Regions from separate parts of the Columba livia genome. Here region 2 is linked to region 1. Evidence: chromatin contacts called from public Hi-C data. All regions are on one chromosome and are shown on one strand. Each heading gives the region's core, a stretch centred on a gene start, on an enhancer-like site or on the middle of the called end of the contact. The rest is flanking DNA. Distances are from core to core; before and after follow the strand shown.

The links. Hi-C and Micro-C count contacts between places; a contact is called where the count stands out from the background.
Region 2: a Hi-C map of crop shows a contact between it and region 1, with 3 times the contacts expected there. The contact joins two enhancer-like sites. A contact is called at or near these places in 2 of 2 Hi-C or Micro-C datasets (crop and liver).

What each region holds. Positions count from the first base shown.
Region 1 is chr14:4,961,854-4,966,620 of bColLiv1.pat.W.v2, reverse strand. All of the region lies in intron 2 of LOC110359432 (a long non-coding RNA gene), which reads left to right. Among named protein-coding and RNA genes, the nearest start is that of CLINT1, 23 kb to the left of the region's middle. Within about 2 kb of position 2,075, at least 2 of the 3 cell types and tissues checked have an H3K27ac peak away from gene starts, as active enhancers do.
Region 2 is chr14:5,007,154-5,011,920 of bColLiv1.pat.W.v2, reverse strand. CLINT1 (clathrin interactor 1) reads right to left here. Exons shown (of 12, transcript XM_065029677.1): 2 at 75-179. Among named protein-coding and RNA genes, the nearest start is that of CLINT1, 22 kb to the right of the region's middle. Within about 2 kb of position 2,395, at least 1 of the 3 cell types and tissues checked has an H3K27ac peak away from gene starts, as active enhancers do.

The DNA.
Region 1 (4,767 bases), core at 826-3,325:
GGTCACTGGGAGAAATTATTTTCTCTTGGAAGTGCGAAGAGTTTATCATGGTGGGTGCTTTCTGTCATGAAATGCAGCCCATGAGAAGAGAGTGCTGCAGGGGAGGGGTTGTCTTTTTTTTAGGAGTGTGCTCACCTTCTAAGCACTATATCTCTGTTTCTATATCTCTGTTTCTGTTTTACAAGAGTATGCAAAAGATGACAAGTAGCTTTTGCAAGAACTGCAGCTGTTTACTACAGGTTTTGTAGAGGAAAGTAATACAACCTCCCTGTTTCCCCTCCAAAGACTGTGAGACTGTTGCAGCAAAAGAATAAGACCCTTGCTGAAAAAGAAAAACTCACTCCCTTGCATGCGACTAACAGGCAGGACTTGGGTAAAGAGCTAATACCCATCAACACATTTTTGATGTCACTGTGCTGTTCCCCTCTATTTGAGCTGACAGCTGATGCCAGGACTTGGCTGCATCTCCCCGTCATTGAGAGGAGTTTGGATGTCAGATGCAGGGAGATGGAGCGAGCTTGGGCAGCCAGCCGTGAGCAGAGCGAGGCAGTGAAGAATGACTCTTTGCTCCAGGGTGAGAGGTGCCATTGCTAGTCTGACCTTTTGAATACAAAGCATTTGTCAGAAATCCAGAGAAAAGCGAGCCTAACCAGTCAGGGTGGCTCTGCCTTTCTTTTAAATAGAAGCTCATGTATTCAAGCAGACACACCTACCCTCAGGCCTGACCCAGACATTTTAGGCAAGTATCTTTGACGAAAATGGGGGCCCCATGTTCCCTCCTGTTCGCAGGAGAAACAAACCTTGTGTGAGCTCTTCACTCATTCCAGCTGGGAGCCCAGTAACTCCCAGTCCAGCCAGGGGAAGTTATTAAAGGCTAACGTGATATGAAAGGCACCATGAGATGGGTTCAAGCAGCTCTAGTGAGAACTGTGCAAATCATTCTTGTGGGTCATTCTTTGGATATCCTGTCCTGCACCCTGAAGCTTCAGTGCCCAGGGTCTGACACCCAGACAGCCTTTCTTCACAGGGTGTCTCCCAGCACCTCTCTGACCCCCTGCGCCCCCACTCTCCAGTTCAGATCTCCCAAAGTCCCAAGCCTTGAGCTCTGGGCTCACATGGCTGAATCCCCGGTCGTGCTCTCCCACAGTCAGGTCAGTGCATCACTGTCTCATTGTCATGTCGGTTCTCAGTCTCACACCTTGGTGGCCATGGCAGGAAGCTGAGGATGTGAACGGCAGGTCAGGGTCAGGAAAGGGAGGTGAAGTTCATGCACACTGAAATCCCTGTCGGGTACTTTTCTGCACCACAGCTGAGAGCTCTGACCATCTGGAGATCTGATACACAGCATGTATTTTCCCATGTGTGACAGGTTGCAGACTGCTCTGGATGGCAGAGTCAGGAGGATGAGCCATCCTTACACTCTACCATGCCAAGTATGCTTGTTCCAGGAGCTTTCTTTCCCTCCTCATTTAAATCTGCTTTAAACTGCTGCAGAGCTGCACCTTCAGTAACCTCCCAGGGACCCTTGGAAACATTTGCAGGTTGCACACCACAAAGTAATACATCGGCACATTCCAGTCTCACTTTTAACTCGGCTTTCCTCCGCTAAGCCACTCAAGCACGCAAATCTCCTCTGCAGATTAAGGCAGGCAGGACACCAACCGGGAACGGCCCCCTCCTGTTTCCTGCACCTTTTTTCACCAGCATGCAGAGCTGTTTGCCTTCCAGGCTGACCCTGAAGGCCACACAGAGCTGCCTGTAACTGGGGTGGTGATGAAGAATAGCAGTTGTTTCACAAGACATGCTGAACAGGGAGCTGGGACTTGTCTGGTCGCTCCATGCTCGGCGCTGACATCTAGTGGAACAATTGCACTAAAGCATTTAAGAAGCTGAGCAGAAAAGATGAGGGTTTGTTTCACTGCAAGGCTCAGCGAAGCAATCATTTCCTCTGTGTGCTGGTTCATTTTATTGCACTTAATACTGCCAAAGAATTTGCTGTGGGAGAAAGGAGGAGGCCCCAACATGAACAAAGGGCAAACCGTTTGGGTAGTTGTTTTTTCCTTTTCTTCCAAATATGAACTTCTTTTTGCTGCCAGGTGAATGGTCTTCTAGCTGCAGCAAGGACAAACATCAGTTTCACAGTTACTTCTTGATTAACACCATTAAATGAAAACCAACTGTGACACGATCCCAGGAGACCACAGGGTGAAACTGTCAGAGAGCTCATAATAAAGCCTGTGAAAAATGCAAAATTGCTATGGGCTAAATTTTCCACCCGGCTTCTCAGAACACAGCTGTGCCACTTGTAAGTACAACTGTTTGCACATGCAACCCGTGCTCTGTTTTCACAGGTGAGAAAGGAGCTCTCAGTGCACGGAAACTTTTCTGTATATAAAGCAGATTTTTCAACTGCTGGGCTGGAATTGATGCACGTAATTGTCTTTCATAAGGAAATGCATAAATACCTCATCTCAGCTGAGAGGACAAACATGTGGGTTTGTGCTCTTAGGAAGCTGCTGAATGTTTGCGATGCCCTTTGTGTAGGAGCTGAAAGCATTACGATGACAGTGACGACAAAGATGACCCGCTGTTGTCAAGGTACAACAGGAATCTTTATTCGTAGCATTTAGAGACTGTGTGTTTGTGGTGCTTGATCACCAGCACAGACAAATTGAGTTTGCCGTGGCCAGACGGCCCTGCGAGGGGTCGGGTCTGAGGGGTTCATGCATGTTGAGACATAGGCTGGCAGTGGCCCCCCCACATGCAAGTCACATCTTTAGAAAGGCCAAAACTCATTCTTTTAGTTCCTGCCTGGGGACAGGGGCTTCCAACAGGGGCACAGAGCAAGGGGCAGGAGTGCCTTAAGCCGCCCCAGAAGCTTCCAGTCCAGGGCTGGAGTGTTCCGCAGAGACACACTTCAAAGCCCGTGGTCAAGCCACCGACTAACTGTGGTGACAAGTTACTGCCTATCAGCCAACTCTGCTTGTGAGGCACATCTTACTTCATCACTGATGCCAACGGAGTTGATTACTGTGGCTGTGCTGATCGCTGGCAACTTACTGAACTGCTTTCGGCTGTGTCTAGACCCTATGAGTCTGATCTGAGACAGCTGAAGTGCAAATTGAGCCAAAGCTTTTGTAGTCTTTGAGGCTGACACTTGATTCTCCATTAAACAGGGCAGTGACATTCAGTGCCAGGGGACATGTGGAGTGTTCATTGTGCGGGGGGGGGGGGCAGTGTCAGAGAGCTCCTGCAGAACGGTGGCATCTCTGCTGCTAATGTGTTGGGCAGTGCTGCTGTCTCAGGGCCGCAGCTTCTCCGTGCGGGTTTATTTAGGATTTGCACAGTTTGATCACTGCACAAGTCTTAAACAAGGAATTAATTGAGATTTTAATAAATGGTCACTGCATGCTAATTGAATACCCACTTGATTATTTAAAAATATTATGTGAAGTTTGTGTAATTGGTTACATCGGTATTAAATTAGCATATAAAATCTCCTGCAACTCTCGTATGATTTAATGAGGCTGTTATCGTGTGTGAATAAAACGGTGATTGATGAGTGGAAACCTCTTTTCCGAGCACGGAGATTCTTTAATAAGGTCAGGAATATTTCTGACACGTACTGAGTTACTCATGTTATGCAGGTCACTTTTTTGACGACAGAGTGACCCATGTGTATAATGAGGACTTTGGGACTGAAGTGGATTCCTAACTAACCCAGCATGTGACTGGATTTGGACCTGCAGTCGCACAGCAGCTCGTGCAAAAAGAGAGGTCACTGCTCTGTCCTCGCAGAACTCCTCTCTTTTTATTTGTCAAGCACTGAAATGGACTGAGCTGTAATTCAGGGCACAAAAGAATAGAAAATATAAAAGGCAAATCGGGAATCTGGAGAAGGAGGATGTGAAGCTCCTCCTCACATTAATCCTGGTGCCACCTCCCTCTGGCAGGTCAGAGCTGCCTTGTGTGTGGTCTGTCTTGGAAACCCAGCACCAGCTCAGGCACAGCCCAGCCAAACCTCCTTTCCTCCGGCTATAGCTCCCGTCTCCTACAGTTGTGGCAGGACTCTTTGATGACCATGACAGGAATTGGCCTTGTGATGTGTTGAACTGATTTGGGAGTTTGTGGATGAAATGGAGCAAGTAGATGCATTAGGCCACAGCCACACTAGCAATGTTGGGGGGAGAAGGGACATTACCCTGCAATGAACCGCTTTGCTCCAAAGCATTAGGGTTCCCTGGCAATTGGCATAAGGAAAAACAGCCACGTGGGCAAGAACTGAGGGATGTTTGCAGGGGTTGTGAAGTCACTTATACTCCAGTCCTCCTAAGTCATGCTGATGGCAGTGTAGTCGCCCGCATAAGATTAAAATACAGATGCTAGGACTTGATGTAACTGAGCTCTGCTCTCCCTGTTTGGAAAGCAGATGTTCTCAGGTTTCCAGGTGCTGAGAAATGCAGTGTCAAGCTCATGGAAGAGCTTGCCAGGCATTTTGAAGATCGCCAAGTTTTCTCATCTCCTGGGCATCCTCCCAAGCCTGTATTCAATACCTGATACAAGGCAGGCAAACATCTGTCAAGACTGATGTAGGCAGAGCTGCTCCTGCCTTGGGGCAGGCAGATAGTGTAGCTGATCTCTTGAGGTCATTTCCAGCCCTCATCTGAGACTGATTTCCTAGGGATATGGTGCTTGTACAGCCACTCTGCTTGTCTATTCTCCCCCTTCCTCCCCCCCCAACAGTTTTGGAGCAAGTCAGCCAATTTC
Region 2 (4,767 bases), core at 1,146-3,645, 45 kb before region 1:
CCTGCCCAACTCTCCGCCCTGTCCAGGTCTCACACTTTTCTTTTTCTTCATCACTGAGCCAAATTATCACTTACTTGGCAATCTCTCCCATGAGTTGCCCCGAAGGTCCCCATGGATCATCATTGGTTGCTTCTCGAACCTTAGACTCGATTTCTGAATAATTCATAACCACATTGGTGCTGCAAAGGAAAAAATTAACACACATGAAGATTAGCATCAAAAGTGAGAAACACATGAAAACTTAATAATGACACTCGTGTGTATCTCACTTAATGAGATACCTCTACAGGATGGGAAAGAAAACATCTTTAGTGCTGAAGTTACCCTGAGGACACCATATAACACATTTAAGCTATCTTTAAGAAGGCTTTACTATTCTATTAGTCTGCAAGAATACAGGTGAGAAAGCCGGGATTACATTACAGCTGGATTCAATCCAGTAAAAATGGCTTTGGGTCAAATTAAAATCCAAACCGAAGCACTAGATTCAAAGCTGCAAGCTTCCCCAACCAGATGGGGTTTGCTTACAGCTTTGTACGGTGTATGGTGATTTGCAAGAGGCTTTATAACTCAATCAGCAGCAGATTCCACCCCCCCAATGATGAGTGCTACAAGAGAAACTCAAGAATATCAGTACCAAACACGAGTTTGTAAAAAAATAAATGAAAAGAAGAAAAACCTCACAAACAAGGGTGAGGTAAGGGAGATATGACTCACTGGAAAGTCTGTTTCCTAGCTCGAATTTATTTAATTGAGGGAAAACAGCACACAAGAAAAGCTGCAGAGCACTCTGGATTATGACTAAAGCAATGCAAATATACTGTAAGGAGCTCAGGCTGTCTCTACGAGAGTTCAGAGAGAAATGTAACTTGGAAAAAGAGGCAGTTTTTCCATATCAGTTATATTAAAATAGTCAATGTGTGTGTTTTGTTCGTTTGTTTCAAATGAATCTCTCAGACTGGTAACCTTTAAGTCCAGCAACCTCCTTTGTGCCCCTAAAAGCATCCAGATACGTTCGATAACACAGTGATTTTCCTTATATTTTAAGGTGAGCAAGCAGGCTCAAAACATAATTCATACAAGGAATGCTTGAGAAACAGTTCTCTAGCTATGGAGCAATATAGCATAGAATAATAACAAAAACATCAGTCGAAGGAAACCTAGTGGCCTCTGCTTTCCCCACCTACTTTGCAGTGTATTTGAAATAACGTGTTTACAGCTGCTGTATCTAAAGTTTGACAGTTTGCTTAATCATACAACAGGTTTCAGAAGCCAAAAAAACCCTCTAAATGACTGGGTTCAAAACAAACCATCCCACAAAGTTCAATTAACTAAACTGTAGGAAAGTTCTACTACAATGTGGAGAAGGCATTTGCTGCTTAAAAACCTCTTCTGAACCTGAAAGGACTAGAAGAAAAAATCATAATGCTGAATAGTCATCCCACTGTCCACGCAGGAGCCGGCACAGAGCTGCACTCGAGCTATATCCCTTCAATTTTATTCGGCATAAGGACAGCAAAGGTCTTGGAACTTGGAGTTATGAACAGCAGAAACAAGAATGAGATCCCTTTAAGTCCAAAGGAGGACACAGAAGGTAATTGTTAAAACAGAATAAAATTCCTGGACTCAATCTTGGATTCTCACCGTGAGAATTCCTGCTGTCGGATTCTGATGTATTGGTTTTATTCAACTTTGTGTCTAAAGAGAATATAAGCTACATGACTGAATAAATGATCAGCAAGCTAACAGAACCCATGTATACATATAAAAAAAAGCATGTAGGAACACAGCAGTAATTACAAACAACAGCAATGAAGGTTTTATAAATTCATTCATGCCAACTGCACCTCCAGCTTCTGTTTCTGCCATTTTCTTTACCATACGTGCAAATGCAAACTAATCCCATCTTTACCTGCCATATGCATGGAACATTAAAAAAGAAGAGAAAAGAAAACAACCCCAAACACACAAGCCCAAAGCTCCAGGCTCAAGTGCTTTGCAGCTTTCAGCACAGTGGTGCCTTGTCCGGATCCAAAGGTTGGTTGTTGTTATAACCCCTCTTGAAGAGCTTGTGGGAGACGTGATGGGGAGTTGGGGGGAAGCATAAAACGAAGCATTTCCTCCATTTCTTCGAGCAAAGAATTTAAGACTGGAAAAGGCATGAAAAGATGCAAGCTTACTGTAAAAAAAAAATCTATATCTATCTAGCAGCAGCATTAGCTATGGAAGAACTCAAAGCACATGGCTCAAGTAGCATCAGGGTCGAAAGAGGGAAATGGAAGGGAAACAAGGGAAATTAAGTAATGCCCAAAGAAAGAAGAAAGTGCCATCAAACCCTGACAAGTAGAGAGACACACTCTGTTTCTAAAACTATCCTGCATAAAGTTATTGTTCTCAGCAACCAGGAGAAAGCTCTTTTGTAAATGCCAAGATGAGATGTAATGGCATAAAGCGTTCCAAAACAAAGTATCTCTAAGCCGCATTTAATTCGGCAACAAATGTAAACTCCAAGGGAAAAAAAAAAAAAGAACTGTTGTATAGTTTGGCATCGTTCCAGGTCACTTAAAAATAACCATTTCTAAAAAGGTGGAAATGCAGTTTTATTCTTCCTTTCCCATGTTTTCTATGGCCCTCATTCCCTGCCCTACCCATGATTCCTGGGACCTTTGCAACAAAAAAATCATTTACGTCCAGATGTGAAGGGAAAAAGTGACGAGCGTGATTGCCAAGACTTCCTGCGATTGATAGAAATTTAATATCCGAGGATCCCGTCAGACACCAGAGGGGGCTCTCTGATCGGTTTATACTGGGCGGCTTCCAGGGAATGGTGCCGGATGGCAGGGACACGTTCTGCTTTGTGAGCAAACGGACGCGCAGCGGGCAGGACGGACAGACAGCGTTTAACACACACTATTATCTGTGAGACTACATTTGGATTTACCCCAAATCACTAACTGAAACCCTGCACAAGGGGAATCTTGTGACAAATTGTCATAAATATGTACATAAATATATGTACGTTTACAGAAACTTTTGACATGGACAAAAACATTAAACACAAGAAGTGTATTTTAAAAGTTACATTCAAAATAAAAGGGTTGATATTAATCTCACAAACTTTTGCATGATTTTCTGTTTGTGTCCCACATTTAAGTCTATTAAATCATAGACCAGTGCCAACAGATGATTTTTACTTTTCATTGTACCCCTTATAAATTATTTCAGTATTGTTTCTTTTAAACAAAAGCAAAGCTGTTCAGAAAAGCCAAGAGAGGGCACTGTCACATCTCTGAAACAGTCGGCACGGTGACAGCCAGCAAAATGTTAGCTTGTAATTTATTACAAGGGAACACGCAACTTTAAATGTTTGCATCTACAATTTATAGCAACACTGAATAGGTAGCTCAAGTCTGAGACTAAATTCTTCCACATGAATAAATGGATAGAGTGAAAAGCCAGTGGGTAATGGTTATAAATATCTGATCATCTCCGAGCGCATCAGACAATAGGACACGCTTCCTCTTTAAAAAACAAAGAGGAAAAAAGATAAATATAGTTAAAAGTTTTACAGGCACTCCATAAATCATATTTTAACATATTTGGACATTGAATAGATGTACCACAGATGAGACACCCCCACAATACTGCTTTGGCCACAACTCTGTCTGCATTTTTCAAAGAAAAGTCTTTCTAAGGATTCAATTGATTGCAAATTGTTTCAAATGTTGTTCTAAGTTATGTTTTGAGATTTGTAAATTGAGAGAAAGCTGTCATCCAGGTGTCGTACCCTATAGCGTGCTAAAAACCCCAGAAAACAAGAAGTGGATGAGGAGAAGGATGTGAGGGATGAGAGGAAGCATTGCATGTACCTTTAATGCATAACTTGAGATAGAAATAATGTCTCGGTGGTGTTGCGGCCAGCAAACGGGCCAGCAAGAGGGGACAAGAAGTTCTGTACCTATTCATACAAAACCAAGGGGATCCGAGAAGCTCCCAAGGTCCAGCCCAAATAGGCTCAGCCCAAATGTTAACCCAGTATCTGCCACTTCAACCTTCACAGTTGCAAAAGCCTGAAAAGCACTTCAGTGCTTCTTCAGTGGTTTTTTTGCATAAAATAGCCACAAAATAAAGAATTAAAAAGAAACCTTATCTCTTACAGACCAGGAAAAAGAATCATTTTTATGCCAGGAAAGTTAAATTACTCTATTTCCAACAAACATTCTACTAAAACATTAAATATTCACAACATTGTGAAGTGTTTGTTTCAGAGTGAAGATTTTTCAGTGTTCAGGACCACAAGATGTTCTCTATATACTCATATGCTGTAGCTGAAGTCAAGTCAATTATCTATTAGAATATTACCATCATTTGTAAAATATTACACAGCTATAACTGCTGCTTCTAGTAATAGCTTCCAAGTGGTAACATTACAGCTGGCTTTGTTGTGCCTGAACTAATCACCCCATATCAACCACTGCTGGTTCCACACTGAAAAATCCCACCTTAAATTGTACCCCTTGAACGAGGAACACTTTGGAAACATGGAAACAAGGCTTTGAACGCAGTCAGTAACAGAAATGGAAGGAGCCTCTTTTCTCAGCAAATCTCTACTCAAAAATTAACCATCAAACTCTAAAGTTAATTCTCAAACAATATTTCCTGACAATGATTTACATACAGTACTAGCAGACCTGCTAAAGAAAAAGATGCAACAGTTTTTGTCTTTGTTCACTCGATCCAGCAACACTTGGGTTGGATCCTTTGCTG